2 separate regions of the Rattus norvegicus genome follow, and region 1 is linked to region 2. A link is a contact called in public Hi-C data. All regions are on one chromosome and are shown on one strand. Each heading gives the region's core, a stretch centred on a gene start, on an enhancer-like site or on the middle of the called end of the contact. The rest is flanking DNA. Distances are from core to core; before and after follow the strand shown.

Region 1 (2,700 bases), core at 103-2,602, 360 kb after region 2:
ACTTGTTTCATTTCCCCCTTACAGCAGCACAAAGGACCCAGTTTATCCATTGTGTTGATTTCCATGAACATAATTACCATGGTCCAGTACCATGTTCATATGGTTTATTCCTCCTCCTGTCACCCAGTCCCAAGTCAGTCTTAAAGCTGTCAGTCATTTCTAAAGCATTGGAGGCCACTGAGCTCTCTGCTGCCCGAGTCTTTCCCCGGTGCCTCTACCCCTGGCTTCCACATAGGCAGGACATGGCAAAGGGCCGACCTGAGGCTGTTAGACTATTCCTGACCACTCTCTGAGTGTGTGGTGGTTCATCGGACACCATGTTAGTTACTTGTCTACTTCTGTGACTGCGCCATGATCATGACATGCACCAACTGATAGAAGAACAGTTTACTTGGACTTAACGCTTTCCGGAGGGTTAGTGTCCACAATGGGAGCATGGAGGCTGGAGCAGGGTCTGAGGCCTCGTGTCATGAACCACAAGCACAAAGCGGAAATGGCAGGAGGCTTTGAACCTGGGAGGGCAGGGGAGGGGCACCAGTTTCCCTTCAGCCTGTCCACATGCACATCACAGAAGGGGAACTGGACCCTTATGCTGCCCCGGGCTCTCATGGCAGCCCACCCTTCTCAGCTCCCGTCGGCTCAGTTGGTGTCCTCTGGGGCTGTGTCCGCTCGTTTGGTTTGTGATCCTGACGCTGTGTTCCTGACACTCATTTTCACACCCTGAAGTAGTCAAATAAGGATGAGTATTGATAAATGGGTCCATTGATCAGTCAGTGGACATCTGGGCGGCTTGCCTCTCCTCCTTTTTAACTTAGAGTCAGGGATGCCCGAAACATATTTTGCTGTTGTGGTTTGTGTGTAGGAACTTGTGAGGACATGTGTCGCCCTTGTGAGATGCAGATGGTTCAGCTTTCTAGGACCTAACATACCTCTTTCCAAATGAGACACACATTGCCGTGGTCCACTGGGGACCCTGAAATGCTATCCTAACACTCTCCCAGGATGCAGTTGAGGAAGAGCAGGAGGTGACTCCACAGGGGTTTGTAGGCCTGTGGGAGAAGCGAGACTGGTCTCACAAGAAGGTTCATGAGCACTGCATGAAAGCCTCCGGCAGGAAACTGAACAGATGTGGCAGGACATCTGGTCAGGAAGGAAGATGGAGGCTAATGGTAAAGGGTGTGTTGTAAGAGGATGGGTATGCAATGGGGTGAGAATGGGGGAGATTGGAAAGTTGGAAGTTACCAGATTTCAAACAGGAACAATGTGTTTCTTTGCTGTCTGAGAAAAGAAAAGCCACTGGGCACCTCTGAATAGGAAGAAAAACAATTGCTCATTGGGAAGCAGTGCCACCTGGTGGGGCATGCGAGCGGTGCGAGCGAGCTATTTCCTACTGACCTAATTTAGAGCATGCTGAATGGGATAGACTGTTTGGTTTTGTTACCCTGTGCCCAAGGCCTAAATGAATGCAGGCATCTGGCCATAAGGTGACTCGAGAAGGCACCTCTTCCAGGCATGTGCTTGTGTCAAGGTGTTGCTGTCAGTGCTGCCCGCCTTGACAGTGTTGAGACAGTGCAAACCCTGGGAGGACTGGGATCTTCCTGATGTCCAAGGACAGCAAATGCCACAAACACATCAGTGATGAGACCAAGCTCCTGCTTGAGATCAGTGCTGACATCCATGCCCTGCCTCCTGCCCCCACTGTGGCACTGAACCAAAACAAGATGGCATCTGTCTCTAGAAAGCTTCCTGTAAGAGGGCTGGGCCAGGCAGTGGGCAGACCTGCCTGCCGCCTACACTGCTCATCAAGCCAAGCGTCCATCCAGTCTCCTGTGCTGAGGAATCGGAAGACACGGGATGGGGAAACGTTCACAAATAAGAAGCCTTAGGCCAGTTGTGGTGGCGCATGCTAGTAGGATTTGCTGAAGGAGGCAGAGGCAGGAGGATCATGAGTTTGAGGCCAGCCTGGGCTACGCATTTTTATGGACAGGAAACTGGGAAAGGGGATAACATTTGAAATGTAAATAAAAAATCCAATAAAAAATCACTTTTAACATATATGATGGAATGCTACCATGAGTCTAGAAGCATCTGATTTTTTTTCCAATATATAAACATGACAGAGTTTAACTTCTGAGTTGAGCATAGCAAAATATTAATGAAAGAGAATAACTATACTGTAATAAAAGTAGAAGGAGGAGGAGGAGGAGGAAGAGGAAGAGGAAGAGGAAGAAGAAGAAGAAGAAGAAGAAGAAGAAGAAGAAGAAGAAGAAGAAGAAGAAGAAGAAGAAGAAGAAGACGATGACGACGACGACGACGACGACGGAGGACAACGCAGTCTTAGATCTTTGACAGCCAAGCTTCGAGCATTTGTCTTAAATTGCCACAAAGGCAAGGCTCACCGTAGTGCTAGTTTGAAGTGTACACAGATCTCCTCTAACAGAACTGCTTAACTTTACAGAGGCTGTGATTATTCTGTGTATCCTAAGCTTTCCATGAATATCCCAAGACTTGGGAAGTTGTAAAAGTATTGTCAGTGGTGATGACACCTTTGCAATCCCAGCACTTAAGGGCAGTGGCTGGAGGAATGGGTTCAAGACCGGTGTGGTTTGCATAGTGGGCCCCAGTCTACTAGCAAGACCCTGCTTTGAAGAAGCAAAATATAAGTGGAGTATTGGACACAAGCAGGAAGAACAAACAATC
Region 2 (2,734 bases), core at 217-2,716:
ATTGTGAGACTGATTAAACTGAAATTAAAACCTTCACTTAACTGCTGCTGGCATAATTTACATGTTAACCAGTAACCAGACCAAAGGTTATAAACCAAATGCTCTATTTTTATTTTTCCACAAAGTTAAAGGAGATACTTTGCTTTAAAGTATACTTTACTTTGAAATAAACTTTAAAGGACATTACTGTGCTTCAATGTAACAGAGCAGATGGTTAGCACTGCTGGGTATTTTATTTTGTTGTCTGTTAGGAGGTGGTTAGTAAGAACTTAAAGAATTCCAAAACCAGGAAAAAGTGGCAATCTGTGCCTGGCAAAATAGAAGTTATCAGGGTTAGCAGTCTAATAACGACAGGGAAACTTCCTCTTACCACCTCAAACTAAAATGAAGGAATAACATAAAGAATATAAGATCTTCCAAATCTACGTATATAGTTATGTGCTAAATGTTTCATAAAGGCAATCAAATTTCTCTACAGCATACAATTTTTAAAAATCGCTATATTTGATTGATCTACAATGAAAACCTCGATTCTAACCTAAATGAACTCAATAAGGTCTCAGGAGATTCTGGAAAAGAATGGTTTTGGACAAAAAATAGGTGATACTAGTTCTAATGTGTCCTAATGCAGTGGACCTGACCAGGTCATTGAAGCTGCCCAGACTACTTTACTCACTTGCACTGGAGAGATAGCGCTTAATAGTTTGAAAAGTTCCTTTGATCCAAACTGTATGTTAATCTCCAAGGGTTTACAGAGTACTTAGTTTGTCGTCCAAGTCCAGGCTGTTCACAGATAAGTGCAAAGGCATCTCGAAACTCAGAAGTTGCAATTTCCGTACAGGCTCTATCTGCACCTTGCAGCTTTCTAGGTCCTACTCCCGAACGGAGGGGACGGGAAGGAGCCGTCGCTTAACTAGAAGGAGGCCATGCTGTCGCCAGACCTCCAAGTGAGAGAGCAGATGGCTGGGAAACTACGGAAGAGCAAAGAAGCCAGATTCTGACCACTGCCCAAAGCACTTGCTATCTGGGCGGAGACAGCAAACAGCGACAAAAACTGAAGCGTGAAGGGAGAAGCAGGCGTGGGGACACCTCAAGTGCAAGGGTCCCAAGACTTTACCTGCGACTTATCCGCCTCAGGCCCAGTTTGGGAATGAGGCCTCCTCAGAACGAAGGCAGGACCCAGGGCCCTGAAAGATCTCGGAAGGGTTCCCTTCAACTCCCTCAAACCAAGCCGAACCCCTCAGACACAGCTCTACTCCTCAAAGGAACGCCCCCAACATGCCCCAGGTTGTTCTCGCGAGAACGGTCTGGCTCCTGTAGCTCCAGCCAATCCGCGAGTGCTTTGTGGGCAGGGCCTTAAGTTTGAGTGCCGAGCGGTTCCTTCAATCTTCCTACTCCTGGGCCTGAGGTGGGTGGGGCTGAGGCGGGGACGGGGCGGGGCGAAGGTGGGACCAAGCCAGTTCTCGCGAGACTAGAGACCAGGAAGACGCCTGCAGAGTCGGCTACCGATGCAGCGGTGGCTGAGGCTGGAGGTGCTGCTGCATCCCGGACTCCTGCCTCCCAGTCTGGCCTAGTCCCTAGGTGAGGAGAGGCGCGGCCAGCCTGGGCTGCCTAGTTGGTCAGTGGTTCTCAGGACCCGACGGGAATTCAGGCTGAGTGCCTGTCGGGCCAAGTAGAAAAGCACCCACACTCCTGACAGAATAAGATGGCGGCAATGGCGCCGGGAGGTGGTGGCAGTGGTAGCGGCGTAAATCCTTTCCTCAGCGATTCGGATGAGGACGACGACGAGGTAGCGGCGACCGAGGACCAGCGGGCAGGACTTCGGCTGGGTGCTGGGGTCGGCCTAGATCCTGGTTCTGCAGGCTCGCTGTCGCCTCAGGACCCCATGGCCCTGGGAAGCAGCACGCGGCCGGGGCTCCCTGTGGAGGCGTCAGCTGCTCCGGGGGCTCTGGCGGGCAGCGGAGAGACCCCTTCCCGATTGTCAATCGATGCCATCGCCGCTCAGCTGTTGCGCGATCAGTACTTGCTGACTGCCCTGGAGCTGCACACCGAGCTGTTGGAGAGCGGCCGCGAGCTACCACGGCTGCGCGATTACTTCTCCAATCCTGGCAACTTCGAGAGGCAGAGTGGGACCCCACCAGGGGTGGGGGCGCCTGGGATCCCCGGCGCATCCGTCGTTGGAGGCGCTGGAGGTCGGGAACCGAGTACGACGTCGGGCGGAGGACAGCTCAGTAAGTAGGCGTAGCCTGTCAGACCTGCAGTTGGGGGAGTTAGAGTTACTGTGCAGTTGAAGGGTATTTGTGGGCGGGTTCCGAGTCTAGGGTCGTTTTGAAAATCGAGACTAGGTTGAGCGAGATGAGAGGTATCCTATGTACGGAAAGCGAAAAGATCCTACTGTCGCTCTTCTTTGTATTGGTTTCTGATCTCTGGCAGGTGTTGCACTGCTCCTGGCTCCCTATTGGTGTTGGGACCTATAACATGAGAGTTTCCAGTTTATTGACTATTAAGGCGCTCTACAGAGCTTCCTTATTACTTGGGCATTTTTCTCGAGGCGATTTTCCTTTTCCCCTAGTCCGTTGAATCACACTACGAGGAAATAAATGTTTCTTAGTAATTCTTTGACTCACTCAAGAGAAAGAACAAAACAGGAAACGTCGGTACTCTATACTAAAGTTGAATCCACTGAAGATCTTTTGTCTGTGCTTTCACATTATTTTGTATCATTAATATATGC

The links. Hi-C and Micro-C count contacts between places; a contact is called where the count stands out from the background.
Region 1: a contact with region 2 is called in a Hi-C map of frontal cortex, with 3 times the contacts expected there. The contact joins the enhancer-like site here to the promoter of Relch in region 2. A contact is called at or near these places in 5 of 12 Hi-C or Micro-C datasets (the A7r5 cell line, the Rat2 cell line, Schwann cells and 2 more).

The regions. Positions count from the first base shown.
Region 1 is chr13:22,681,234-22,683,933 of GRCr8, forward strand. It overlaps a transcript of Zcchc2 not described here. Among named protein-coding and RNA genes, the nearest start is that of Zcchc2, 48 kb to the left of the region's middle. Within about 2 kb of position 1,353, at least 10 of the 93 cell types and tissues checked have an H3K27ac peak or open chromatin away from gene starts, as enhancers often do.
Region 2 is chr13:22,320,076-22,322,809 of GRCr8, forward strand. It overlaps Relch (RAB11 binding and LisH domain, coiled-coil and HEAT repeat containing), which reads left to right and starts at 1,467. Exons shown (of 29, transcript NM_001134546.1): 1 at 1,467-2,231. The coding sequence starts at 1,706. Pign (phosphatidylinositol glycan anchor biosynthesis, class N) reads right to left here and starts at 1,269. Exons shown (of 31, transcript NM_001100584.1): 1 at 1,118-1,269.